3 separate regions of the Ovis aries genome follow, and regions 2 and 3 are each linked to region 1. A link is a contact called in public Hi-C data. All regions are on one chromosome and are shown on one strand. The core of a region is the stretch at or near the end of the contact, and the rest is flanking DNA. Distances in the headings are between cores, read along the strand shown.

Region 1 (4,710 bases), core at 1,646-4,145:
TTTTGAATTTTTAGGTAACTTTTGGAAATTATAAAAACTTATGGGATTTTAGGACAATATATGCAAGAATGAATACCTATATGTAAAAAAAATACCAAAATTTTATCTTTCTGAATATTTAATTTTTATGTCATGCTCAGATGGGCCTGTACTATCTATTAAAGACCACTGAGTGAGAAAGCTCATGATGCAGTGGGCAGCACAGACCAACCTAAAATAAATGGGAAAAGCTACTATTTCATTCACTCTATTACTCTCAAAAGCATTAGAAACTAGAAGCTATGTTGCGGCTTCCAAGATGTCCTCTGGAAATTGCTCTAACAAACAGCTAAGTTTGTAAGTGTTTAGTTACTAGAAGTAATGGCCCTCCTACATAAGTAAACCACTGAATATTAATTTTTTACAAACTACTAACTTGCTTTCTTCTGAGACTGTACAAGTGTTTATCTAATTCTAACAACCACATTTTTGAAATCAGAATCAGTGAGTTCTTACAGTTGCCGCATATACAAGTGAGAAACCTAAACAAATTTCTTAAGAAACAAATTCTTATATCAACAGGAAAAACTGCTATCATCCGGACTTTATATTTCATCTTGCATAGTGAATAGAACCAAAAACATTTACATAAAAAGTGGGAGAACTCGGAAAAGAGAAAATGAAAAAAGAGCTTAAGATTTAACATGCCAGGAAATGCATACGATATCTTTTTCATCCTCTGAAAAATTCCATGACATAGCAATATTTTTTCTCCATATTATCAACAGACACTCTATGAAGTTACATGATTGGGCCTAAGAACTAATGAATGGTAAACAAACAGGGAAGAGTGGTGGAAAGGAGCTAGACTATAAGTAGCAACAATGGAGTTGTAGTTCTGGTTCTGTCATCCACCGATAAGTGACCTACAGGTAGACCACAATCATTCTGAACCTTGGTTTCCTCACCCATGACATGCAGGGGACAACGAAAGTTATATTAAATTATCTTTCAAATTTCCTTCGGCTCCAACATTCTGTGGTTTATAAGGCTGATCAAAATAACCTTTTTCAAATGAATCTGAGTCAGTTCTAGTGAGGTGGATGAACTTAGAGCCTGTTAGACAGAGTGAAGTTAAGTCAGGAAAACGAGTATCATATATTAATGCATATACATGGAATCTAGAAAAATGGTACCGATGAACCTATTTGTAGGGCAGGAATAGAGATTCAGACATAGAGAACAGACTTATAGACACAGCAGGGGCAGGTGAGGGTGGGAAGAATTGAGATAGTACCATTGAAATATACACATTACCATATGTAAAGTGAACAGATAGCTAATGGGAAGCTGCTGTGTAACACAGGGAGCTCAACCTGGTGCTCTGTGACAACTTACATGCACGGGGATGGGGTGGGAGGTTGGGAGGGGAGGTTCAAGAGGAAGGGAACCTATGGCTGATTCATGTTGCTGTATGGCAGAAACTAACACAACACTGTAAAGCAACTATTTTCAATTAAAAATAAATAAATCAACAAAAATAAACCTTTTCTGTTGTGTACTACATAGGATCGTTCACAAGTATCTCAAATAAATTTGGAATGACCAATGGAAGGGCGGCCTTATTATCTTTAAAATAAGATGATGAATTCTAAAGAAAGTAATTAAATACAATTCCACTGGCTCCCCTGCTATATTTCAGCAACATAATAAAGCTTCAATGTTAATTTAACCAGTTGATACTACAGTGTAGTATATGGTAAGTTCAGTTCAGTCGCTCAGTCGTGTCCAACTCTTTGCCACCCCATGAATTGCAGCATGCCAGGCCTCCCTGTCTATCAGTATATGGTAAAGTACTTCATAAAAAGGGAAAACTTTTCACCGGTAAGTGAGGAATAAAAATGGTTTAATTATCCTGAGTTTTCCATTAAAGTTAATTCAATTTAAAGGGTTATTTATCATTTATTCTGACACCAATTTACTTGTGAATCCAGCTAATATCTTTGCAACAACAGTTGCTACTATTTTTTTTTATACATTCCTTATTTGGCAGAGTAAAAATTTTAACAACTGTGTTCTCTCTCCAACCTCCATTTTTGTGGTGGGGAGCAGGGCTACTGTTCAAGAAGCATCAGAATCTGGGATCAAGTGATACACGAAAAAGAATACTGGAGTCCTCCAGATGTTGGTTGTAGGGTCACTAAATAGCTTACTCTAATTCTTCTAATTTGTAAAGTCAGGGGATTATATTAAAGACTATGTTAGACTCCCTAAACACTCCTAAAAGTCCCTATTTCCAGTTAGTCTCACCCTCTCCATCTGAAAACCGGCCTGTCAATCAATAGAACTACCGAATAGCAATGTTAGGATACATGCTTGGAGTACATTATATTAAACTCCAAATCCCGCAAAAACAAATCACACCACCCTGGGGTCCTTCGCCCCAGATGACCCAGGCTGCAGGTCACCTCCTTCGTAGCCCCTCCCCACAGACCGTAGGCACTTTTACTCTTTGACAAACAGCTCCCGGAGGCGGTCCCATCCGGATTCCGGGTATTGGGGTTCTGAGACGAAGGAAGACAGTTCCTGGTCCTCTACAAGAGCCTTGGGATCGGCGGCCACGGCTTCGGCAGCAAACACCCGAGGGAAAGGACTCAGCGTCCTGCAGAGGAAGCTCCGTGGGGCCGGCGGCCGCGCTTCCATGACCCTCTCCGAACCTGTCGACAGACACTCGCTTGGGCGCTTAGGAGGCCAAGGCCTTTCGGAGGTGCGGTGGGGGATGAGCGAGGGTAACTGCAAGAAGGAATGGGAGAGTATCTTTACACTAGACCCGTGTTAATTTGCGGCCATACCCGCCGACACACCGCTTGACACACAGGCCCTCGGTGCCAAGCCTAACTTTGGAGGCACAATGACACACGAGACAGGAAGTCCCTCCCCAATGAGGGCAAAGGCTGCGGGACCGGGCAAAGCCGGAACCGGAGCCGAACACACTTCCTGCTGGGGGCGGGACAGTGCCAGGCCAGCCCGCCGGAAGTGAGGTAGTGACAAGGAGCCGCGCTCGGCGCAGTCTGACTTCTGGTGCCGTCCTCCTGACTCTTCTGCGACTGGAAAGCAGGGTGGTAGGTAGATTCCAGGCGGGAAGATGTGGTCTTACGCTGAAGTGAAAGTGGCTCAGTCGTATCCGACTCTTTGCGACCCGATGGACTATAGAGTTCATGGAGTTTTCCAGGCCAGAATACTGGAGTGGGTAGCCTTTCCCTTTCCCAGGGGATCTTCCCGACCCAGGGCTCGAACCAAGGTCTCCTGCCTTGCAGGCGGATTCTTAACCAACTGATCTATCAGGGAAGCCATTTATAACAGCAGAAATGCCGTGAAGAAGAAAAAGTGCGGTGTTCATTACAGTGGAGTACGGAAAGGGGAAGGCAGTTTGGGCAAATGCATCCTAACCTACTCTGTCACAGACTACTGGACGGGGTTCATTCTGGTTTTCAGAAAAGACCGAGGCATCGAAGAGGAGTATGGTGCGGGGTGCCCGGAGATCTCCAGAACACTTTTAAAAGAAATCCACTCTGGGCTCCACAAGATAGGTTTTACTCCCCTTAGTTTATATGCCTACTGTTTCTCAAAAGGCAGGGCACTTTCTGGAATTTCTACCAGGTGTTGACTTAATAGTTATAATAGCAATAATATCCCGCCACTACAGCTTTCATTAACATATACTTTATAGTTTTATTAAAAATTACGCATTTACAATATTCTCAAACTGGTTTATTTCATTTAAGCTCTGCCAGCAACCAGACATACGTATTCTCCTTGCCAATCTCATCCTTATTCCTTTCTAGGTTTAAGTCTAAGCTGTTACACTCTTTAGTGAGATAAGGTAAATAGATTTCTGGAATTTGACAGCTGGAATTCTATAGATAGGGCGCTGGGAACTGACTGATAACAGTGACTAGCTGAGTTTGTCCGTGGCGCCAGGAAGATCTCTGGTGTCTGGGAGACGGGATTAGATTCAGTTCCCATCGTAGCATTTACTACATTGCATCATGATTTCCTATTTACTGTGTGTCTCAGTAGACTAACTTTGAGGTCGGGGATCATGTATGCGCATTTCTGTATCTCCAGTACCTACATTCAAATAAGTCTTTGAATCAAGACTTTAGATCCCTTGACTCCTGGCTCTGGCTGCAGATTGCTGCCTAACCCATACAGGCAGAGGTGGACACCATATAAAGTCCCAAGGCGAAAGCTCAAGGAAATGACTGCAGTGTCTAGTCTACATGTGGAAAATCTAAATGCTTAAGATGACTCCACAATCATTCTGGGATGAGGAGGACTTTGAATTGGAAGGTGGGAGTGTGGGCAGGTATTACTGAAATCATTTATATACAACTTAAATGCTCCCTCACTACCTTATGGATACAAATGAGATTAACAGGCAAATTTTGCTAAAGCCATAGCTGCCTTCTCACTTGGGTAACTAAGCCTCTTTCTTAAGGTTCCCTTTGTCATCGGATCACTCAAGAAGTCTCCAGATCCTAGGCCTGCTCACACTTGCTATTCCACCTCAGCTCCTCAGACTACTTGTCACTCTCCTACTCCTGCTGCTCCAAGCCGTTGGGGTTTACCTTCCTTTCCTGTTGTTCAGTTGCTAAGTCGTCTCTGACTCTGTGACCCCACGGACTGTAGCACGCCAGGCTTCCAAGTTCTTCACTCTCTCCCTGAGTT
Region 2 (4,710 bases), core at 800-3,299, 170 kb before region 1:
ATATATATGCATATGTATACAAGCACACAATGGACTATTACTAGCCATAAAAAAGAATGAAATAATGCCATTTGCAGCAACATGGATGGACCTAGAGATTATCCTATTAAGTGAAGTAAATCAAAGACAAATATTGTATCACTTATGTGTAGAATTTTTTAAAAATGCAAATAAACTTATTTACAAAACAGAGAAACTCATGGAAATAGAAAACAAATTTATGGTTATCAAAGGGGATAGCAGAGGAGGGGAGGGGAGAAATAAATTAGGACTTTGGAATTAACATAAATACAGTAGGTCCTTGTTGTTTATTCTATAGAGAAAGAAAAGAAAGGAGGAAAAGAGCTCATGATAAATGATAAACCCAAGAAGTATTTAAGATATTTTGGGGGCTTCCATGGTAGCTCAGTGGTGAAGAATGTGCCGGGCAATGCAGGGGACATGGGTTCGATTCCTGGTCCAGGAAGATCCCACATGCCATGGGACAATAAGCCCGTGCACCACAACTACTAAGCCCACAGCCCACAGCTACTGAAGGCCCTGTCCCTAGAGCCTGTGCTTCGCAACAAGAGAAACCACTGCAATGAGAAGCCCTCACACTGCAACTAGAGAAGGCCCCCTCGCAGCAATGAAGACCCAGCACAACCAATAAATAAATATTTTTAAAAACGATATTTTTGGATGCTAGGAAAATATATCATATTTAAAAGACTTTATAATTAGCAGTGCAATAGTGTAGCTATTAATCCATCAACAAATGTAGATTCAGGGAAGCGACAGAGTACTGTAGGCACTTCAAGTGAGGCACTTTAGAGATACAAAGTATTCATGTAACATTCAGTCAAATGTGAAACAGTATATAAATGAGGTAAGATTTAGAAAAGAATGCTATGAACTGTGAAGCATACACAAATGTAAGCAATCATTACATATTCCCAACAGCAGGGAACGGCTACCCTAAAGACTCCCATCCAAAGGAAACCCTGGGATTCTCAGAGGAGATACCACACCGTTAAAAGAAGGGCAAAGAGGGCAAAACGGGGAGCGGGGGAGGGAAATCATGCTTTACTGATTATACTTATTGTAGTAGTAAATTAAATAAATGATTCATAACAAATTATATAGCACCCAACACATGTACCAGCACTGGAAAAGGTGCTGAGAAAGCTACAAAAATGGAGAGAACAAGAACTTAACTCAGGAATTTATGGTCCAGTAGAAGAGACAGAATATAAATGAACAATCAGGGCATTAAATAAACTGGGGCTTTACTGGCCCAAAAGACCTAGTGGACCTAGTTTACAAGCAATACTTTGACGGATAAGAACAAGCTCAAATAAAAAGAGAAACCTAAAAACAAAGATGAGACAACCTGGCCCTCCTTTACCTACCCAGAATGACAGGTTTGAAGTTGCCCAGAGAATTGGGCATTTTATGCAGTTTGAATGACGGAGTGTCGTGTGAATCTCCAAGTCAGAACGCCAGGAACGGCATTCAGGACAATTGCTTAGGGCTGTGCAAATTGTCAGGGTAAAGAAGAATGAGGTGTTCCTGCTCGCTACTCTGAGATGCAGAGCGCACCTGCGGCTTCCGAGACCGCCTCCTCCCCCCAGCCAGCCCAAGAGCCACCTCCTGCAGGGCGTGGAGCTGCCCCTAAACAACAAAAGACAACCCGGGCTAGAGATCCCTCCTGAGGTTTGTCTTTCGTCCGCCGCGTTCCCGGCCAGGTCCGACAGTCTCGACGCCCACCTGGCCCAGGTGTCGACAACTCAGGAGGGAGGTTTGGAGCCGCCCTTACCGTATAAGAAATCATACGTTCGACTGGCAGAGACTTTGCCCCAGGCCCCTGATTTCCCTCTGAACCGGGTTTGAGACACCTGCGACTTGGCCTGGGGTTCTTCGATAGTCACTACGTGACTCATGGTGCCGGCTCTTCCCTGCCGCCAGCCAGGTTCAACTAGGGAAACCTAGCTGCTGCGTGCACCGTAGCTATGGTAACCTCCGCAGGGACCAGAGAGCAAACGCCAGGCGAAGATAGGCAGCTAGTCCAGAGGAGAGGGGCGGGACTAGCGTCAGAGAGGCGGGGTCGAGTGACGACAGGAAGGGGCGGGGCGAGGAGCAGAAGCGGAAGGACGGGGACGTGCGCAGAGGGGTGGAGCGTGAGGGGTGGGGGAAGAGGAGGGGAGAAAGGAGAAAAGGAGGGGCTGGCCTAGGGAGGGGAGGGGAAGGAGAGAAGGGCGGGGCGAGGGTAGAGAAGGACGGAGGGCTCGGTGGAGAGAAAGGCGAGGAGGGGGAGAGAAGGGCGGGGTGGGAGAGGGACTGCCTCACTTCCCAGTTGCACTCCGGTGATAAAGTTACGAGCATTTAGCGGCCCACCCACGGTCAACGCCAGGAGGCCGCAGATTGGGGAGAAGGTTGCTGCTGAAATCCTTGCAGCCATTTACCAATCACACTCCGTAGCCTCTTTCGGGAATCCCTGGGAAATCTTAGAGCCTTCTAGAATAGTTGGGGACTTTTCATTTCGGACATCCCCTTTCCGCAGGGCTTGTTCGAACTAAAGAATCTGAGCGTCAGCCTTTGGCACACTATGAGCTCTGGTCCTGATTATCAGCCGTGTTCAACTCTTTGCGATCCCATGGCCTGTGACCCTCCAGGCTCATCTCTCCATGGGATTTTCCAGGCAGAAATACTGGAGTGGGTTGCCATTCCCTTCTCCGAGGGATCTTCTCCACCCAGAAATGGAACCTAGGTCTCCTGCATTGCAGGCAGATTCTGCATTTCAAACTGATACGGATTTTTACACTTTAGTTATCAAATTTAAGAGAAATTGGTGGTGCCCTAGTAACCACCAGTGTTAACCAAAAAGATATTGTTTGCTTAGTATCACTAGGAATGAGTGCATTTTACATATCAGATTCTTTTCGTCCGTTATGATCATTATACTTTGTGATGTTTGAATTATCCCATTTGGCTAGTGACACACGTTAGTTAGCTTCTTTGTCTTTTTCATGTAATCCATCGGCACTTCAACAAGCCTCCTGCCTTCTATTCTTCTTTTCACACATATTCTTGGTTTTATTTTACTCTACTCGTGAACTTCTTGGGTTTTTTTGCCAATCAGCCATGTATTTCGCCAGTTCCAAGCCTTTGCTCAAACTGATTGCTTTGCCTAAAATGCCTTTTCGTACTTATGCCCCTCAATTAATTTAGGTATCCTTCAAGACTTAATGCTAATTTTGCCACCTTTATGTAGCCTCCCAAGTTCTGCAAGTAGACCCAGACTTCTTTATTCCAGTGCTGTTATGTAGCACCAGTGGCATTGACCACTTTGTATTAGTAATTGTAACTTTGCTCCCCGCAACTGTGAGCTCATTGAGGGCACAGGCCTTCACATGGTCATTTTGTATCTCTGAAGTACCTAGTTCAGTTCAGTCCTCAGTCATGTCCGACTCTTTATGGCCCCATGAACCACAGCACACCAGGCCTCCCTGTCCATCACCAACTCCCGGAGTTCACTCAGATTCACGTCCATCGAGTCAGTGATGCCATCCAACCATCTCATCCTCTGTCGTCCCCTTCTTCTCCTGCCCTCAATCTTTCCCAGCATCAGGGTCTTTTCAAATGAATCAGCTCTTTGCATCAGGTGGCCAAAGTATTGGAGTTTCAGCTTCAACATCAGTCCTTGCAAAGAATATTCAGGACTGATCTCCTTTAGGATGGACTGGTTGTATCTCCTTGCAGTCCGAGTGACTCTCAAGAGTCTTCTCCAACACCACAGTTCAAATGTACCAATTCTTCAGCGCTCATCTTTCTTCATAGTCCAACTCACACATCCATACATGACTACTGGAAAAACCATAGGCTTCAGTAGACGGACTTTTGTTGACAAAGTAATGTCTCTGCTTTTAAATATGCTGTCTAGGTTACTCATAACTTTCCTTCCAAGAAGTAAGCGTCTTTAATTTCATGGCTGCAATCACCATCTGCAGTGATTTTGGAGCCCAGAAAAATAAAGTCAGCCACTCCACTGTTTCCCCATCTATTTGCCATGAAGTGATGGGACCGGATGCCATGATCTTAGTTTTCTGAATGTTGAGCTTTAAGCCAACTTTTTCACTCCTCTTTCACTTTCATCAAGAGGCTCTTTAGTTCTTCACTTTCTGCCATAAGGGTGGTGTCATCTGCATATCTGAAGCTATTGATATTTCTCCCGGCAGTCTTGATTCCAGCTTGTGCTTCCTCCAGCCCAGCATTTCTTGTGATGTACTCTGCATGTAAGTTAAATAAGCAGGGTGACAATATACATCCTTGACGTACTCCTTTACCTATGTGGAACCAGTCTGTTGTTCCATGTCCAGTTCTAACTGTTGCTTCCTGACCTGCATATAGGTTTCTCAAGAGATAGGTCAGGTGGTCTGGTATTCCCATCTCTTTCTGAATTTTCCACAGTTTATTGTGATCCACACAGTCAAAGGCTTTGGCATAGTCAATAAAGCAGAAATATATGTTTTCTGGAACTCTCTTGCTTTTTCAGTGATCCAGTGGATGTTGGCAATTTGATCTCTGGTTCTTCTGCCTTTTCTAAAACCAGCTTGAACATCTGGAAGTTCATGGTTCACGTATTGCTGAAGCCTGGCTTGGAGAATTTTAAGCATCACTTTACTAGCGTGTGAGATGAGTGCAACTGTGCAGGTAGTTTGAGCATTCTTT
Region 3 (4,710 bases), core at 1,166-3,665, 160 kb before region 1:
TGACTGGGCGACTGAACAACTACTCTGCATATAGGCACTTCCCAGGTGGCGCTAATGATAAAGAACCCACCTGCCAATGTAGGAAACTTAAGAGATGCAGGTTTGATCCCTGGATGAGAACGATCCCCTGGAGGAGGGCATGGGAACCCACTCCAATATTCTTGCCTGGAGAGTCCCCATGGACAGTGGAGCTGGCAGGCTACAGTTAATAGGGTTGCAAAGAGTTGGACATGAGTGAAGTGACTTAGCACCCATGCACACTGCATATAAGTTAAATAAGCAAGGTGACAATATAGAGCCTAATGAACTCCTTTCTCAATTTTGAACCAGCCTGTTGTTCCATATCTAGTTCTAACTGTTGCCTCCTGGACTGTATACAGGTTTTTCAGGAGGCAGGTAACATGGTCTGGTATTTCCAACTCTTTCATAATTTTCCAGTTTGTTGTAATCCACACAGTCAAAGGGTTTAGCATAGTGAATAAAACAGATAGATGCTTTTCTGGAAATCCCTTGCTTTTTCTATGATCCAGCAGATGTTGGCAATTTGATCTCTGGTTCATCTGCCTTTTCTAAATCCAGCTTGTACATCTGGAAGTTCTCAGTTCAGGTACTGCTGAAGCCTAGTTTGAAGAATTTTAAGTATTACCTTGCTGCTGCTGCTGCTGCCGCTAAGTCGCTTCAGTTGTGTCCGACTCTGTGCGACCGCATAGACGGCAGCCTACCAGGCTCCCCCGTCCCTGGGATTCTCCAGGCAAGAACACTGGAGTGGGTTGCCATTTCTTACTAGCATGTGAACTAAGTGCAATTGTGTGGTAGTCTGAACATTCTTCAGCATTGTCCTTCTTTGGGATTGGAATGAAAATTGACCCTTTCCAGTCCTGTGGCCACTGCTAAGTTTTCCAAATTTGTTGGCATATTGAGTGCAGCACTTTAATGGCATCACCTTTTAGGATTTGAAATAGCTCAGTTGGACTTCCATCACCTCCAGTAGCTTTTTTCATAGTAATGCTTCCTTGACTTCACATTCCAGGATGTCTGGCTCTAGGTGAGTGACCACACTATCATGGTTATTTGGGTCATTAAGACCTTTTTTTTGTATAGTTCTTCTGTGTATTCTTGCCACTTCTTAATCTCTTCTGCATCTCTCAGGTCCTTGCCATTTCTGTCCTTCACTGTGCCCATTCTTGCATGAGATGTTCCCTTGGTATCTCAAATTTTCTTGAAGAGATCTCTATAAGAATTCCTTAGAAGAAATGGAGTAGCCTTCATAGTCTACAAAAGAATCCAAAAATGCAGTACTTGGGTGCAATCTCAAAAATTAAAGAATGATCTTGGTTCATTTCCATGGTAAATCATTCAGCATTGCAGTAGTCCAAGTCTATGCCCCAACCTCTGATGCCAAAAAACCTGAACGGTTTTATGAAGACCGACAAGACATTCTAGAACTAACACCAAAAAACGATGTCCTTTTCATCACAGAGGATTGGGATGCAAAAGTAGGAAGTCAAGAGATACCTGGAGTAACAGGCAAGTGTGGCCTTGGAGTACAAAATGAAGCAACGCAAAGGCTAACAGAGTTTTGTCAAGAGAATACACTGGTCACAGCATACACCCTCTTCCAACAATACAGGAGATGACTCACACATGGGCATAACCAGATGGTCAATACCAAAATCAGATTGATTATATTCTCTTCAGCTGAAGATAGAGAAGTTCTATACAGTCAGCAAAAACAAGGCCTGGAGCTGACTGTGGGTCAGATTATCAGCTCCTTATTGCAAAATTCAGGCTTAAATTGAAGAAAGTAGAGAAAACCACTAGGTCATTCAGGTACGACCTAAATCAACTCCCTTACAGTTACACAGTGGAAGTGACAGATTCAAGGGATTAGATCTGATAGACATACTACGTGAAGAACTATGGATGGAGATTGGTAACACAGTACAGGAGGCAGTGACCAAAATCTTCTCGGAGAAAAACAAACGGCAGAAGGCAACAACGTGGTTGTCAGAAGAAGCCTTACAAATAGCTGAGAAAATAAGAGAAGTGAGAAGCAAAGGAGAAAAGGAAAGTATACCCAACGGACTGCAGAGTTCCAGAGAATAGGAAGGCGAGATAAGGAAGCCTTCTTAAGTGAACAACGCAAAGAAATAGAGGAAAATAATAGACTGGGAAAGACTAGATCTCCTCCTTTGTGGGTCCTCCAGGTCGCTGCACTCTCGTCTCACTTCTCTGCTCCTGGACCAAAGAGACGTCCTCACATTACTACCTTCATTTTGACTCTTCTGCACAGCGCCTTTAAAAAAAAAAAAAAACCAAAACAAAACCCTCCTTTCCCCTCTCTTCCCCCAATTATGGAAGAGAGGCAGGACTTCCTGTTCTTTTCAGAGCGACTGCCGGAAGTGAATGCGCGCAAATCGGCTTTGCCAAGTCTGGAGAGTTTAGGCTGTCTGTGCTAGTTGCTGTTTTTGGGAACGAAAAATGCCAGGTCTGGCGGCCGCAAGCCCTGCCCCATCTGAGTCGCAGGAGAAGAAGCCGCTGAAGCCCTGCTGCGCCTGCCCGGAGACCAAGAAGGCGCGCGATGCGTGGTTAGTGCGCAGTCCGGGAGGGGGCGGCCGGAGGCTCCGCGTCTAGCGCTCAGGCCTTCTGCCCTGCCTGGGGCTGGTGTTGGTCCTCGCTTAGGCGTGTGGTGCTCTTGAAGGCTATAGAGTCCAATAGGCTTCGCAGTTGGCTGGCTGTAGACTGAGCTCTTAGCTCACCCTTGGGAAACAGATGAAGGGATTGGAAAGAGGTCAGATTGACTCGAGTTTGCTTCGTCCATTCATTTCTTCCTACAAAGAGTTTCTGAACGTGGAAATGTTACGGGTCAAACACTGCCTTAGGTTCAAAAACGTAGAAATGGGTAAAGATGCTGCTTGGTTTAAAGGAACTTAAAGTTAATGGAGCATTAAAGTTAATGATTGCTGTGCGAGGTTTGGCAGTATCAAAGAGTACAATTTCTGGTGATTTCTCCCAAAATTTAGACATAGTAAGACACAGGGTACATTTCTTAACACTACAGAAAACCCCCTTATGCCCCCACCTCTTCTAGCTAGATGATTTAAAAATCAACCAGGCTATGATATAAATGACATTACAGTATTAAGAATAGTACAACTAGATTACCATCAACTCGCATTCTTGTTTTTATTGTATACAGCCTCTATTGTGGAACAAATATCTGAAGGAGTCTTCAGATAATGTGAGTGTTACACCTCTCCCTCCAGTCCCTTTTTGTCCTCACACAGAAAGTAAAGACATTAACACTTAAGTATTTTGCAAGTAATACTGTGAAGGGAGAATTGAAGACTACAGTGGGATACTGTGCTTCCACAGTTAAAAACAGTAGGTGCTTATTGAACCTTCAGATAGTATTACATCATGATTAAAAGCCTGGGATGCAGTTTCAGTTTGAGTCCTGGTTCACCAACCAGCTTTGTGACCTTGAGCAAATTAACATCTCTGTCTCATATCTGTAAAATGGGCCTAAGGTTTCTGCCTTCAGGATTACTGTGCTATAAGTCATATTTGGTGCCTAGCACAGTAGTTTCAGTATTTAATAAATGATCAGGGTGAGCTAGCTATTTTTATAAGGAGCTTGCTATCCCATGCAGTCAGCCATTAAAGCTAGTGAAAGATAGGTTGTATTTAGAAGGAAGGAGAACCTACCTTTTTAAAAGATAACTTCTGCAACAGTTACCTCTGACCCCTATGGTTGCTCCCCAGATATCTAGACTCAGGAGTCAGTTTTTTCATATAATTGATTTTTTCGTGGTCCTAGTCTTTACTTTGTAATTTTACAAGTGAAAAGTTCTTTGATCATCATGAGTGGGGCTCCTCAGGCCGCCCTTGGCAGCCAGATGTCTTTTGCTGTTTGTGTTGGGTGTCTTGTGGCTAGAAGTAAATTTATTTAGAGGTATTTGAATGTAGAGCAGAATCAAAAATGTAATTCCTCTGTGATAGGCAAAAAATTAAGCTCTTCTTTCTGTACATTTAATGTTAACTTTTTTCTCAGTTTATTTCATTACAGAGCAGTATTATTCCTTGGATATTGTCTAGGGTCAATATTTAATATGCATAATTATTTCTTCTAATCAGATTCCTCTACCCCCAAAAACTAGTTATCTGTGGAACATTTTCATGGGCAAGGGAGTATCACAAGAGCCAGTAAAAACAAATTTGGTATAAAACCATTTGGTATAATACCATTTTTAAAACTCCAGCTGTATTCTGTCAGATCCGTGTTCTGCCTCACTCCTCATCACTTAGCTCACTTACCACTAATGTGCTTAATGCCTACTTTATTAACAAGTGCATTTTGATTTATAGCATAATTGAGAAAGGAGAAGAGCAATGTGGACACCTAATTGAAGCCCACAAGGAGTGCATGAGAGCCCTGGGATTTAAGATATGAAATGGTGAGCATGGTACTTTCTTACTTGGAAGGTAATACATAGGCTGATAGCTTCAAATTTGTGTATTGCTTTACAGGTTTAGCAATCATTTGGCAGCATTCTTAGGGCTTCGTCATAGTTCAGTCGATAAAGAATCTGCCTGCAGTGCAGGAGACCGAGGTTCAATTCCTGGGTCAGGAAGCTCCTCTGGAGAAGGAAATGGCAACCCACTCTAGTATTCTCACCTGGAGAATCCTATGGACAGAGGAGCCTGGCG

The links. A called contact is a pair of places that touch in the nucleus more often than the background predicts.
Region 2: a contact with region 1 is called in a Hi-C map of hypothalamus, with 5 times the contacts expected there. The contact joins the promoter of CFAP91 here to the promoter of TIMMDC1 in region 1. A contact is called at or near these places in 11 of 16 Hi-C or Micro-C datasets (blood, hypothalamus, liver and 5 more).
Region 3: a Hi-C map of blood shows a contact between it and region 1, with 4 times the contacts expected there. The contact joins the promoter of LOC101107153 here to the promoter of TIMMDC1 in region 1. A contact is called at or near these places in 6 of 16 Hi-C or Micro-C datasets (blood, muscle, omental adipose tissue and 1 more).

The regions. Positions count from the first base shown.
Region 1 is chr1:185,148,734-185,153,443 of ARS-UI_Ramb_v3.0, reverse strand. It overlaps TIMMDC1 (translocase of inner mitochondrial membrane domain containing 1), which reads right to left and starts at 2,895. Exons shown (of 7, transcript XM_004002944.6): 1 at 2,489-2,895. The coding sequence starts at 2,682. LOC105607786 (a long non-coding RNA gene) reads left to right here and starts at 3,023. Exons shown (of 2, transcript XR_001433865.4): 1 at 3,023-3,101.
Region 2 is chr1:185,322,158-185,326,867 of ARS-UI_Ramb_v3.0, reverse strand. CFAP91 (cilia and flagella associated protein 91) reads right to left here and starts at 2,049. Exons shown (of 17, transcript XM_042231870.2): 1 at 1,799-2,049. The coding sequence starts at 1,813.
Region 3 is chr1:185,305,049-185,309,758 of ARS-UI_Ramb_v3.0, reverse strand. It overlaps LOC101107153 (cytochrome c oxidase copper chaperone), which reads left to right and starts at 2,415. Exons shown (of 3, transcript XM_004002949.5): 1 at 2,415-2,588; 2 at 4,369-4,457. The coding sequence starts at 2,482. The coding sequence ends at 4,453.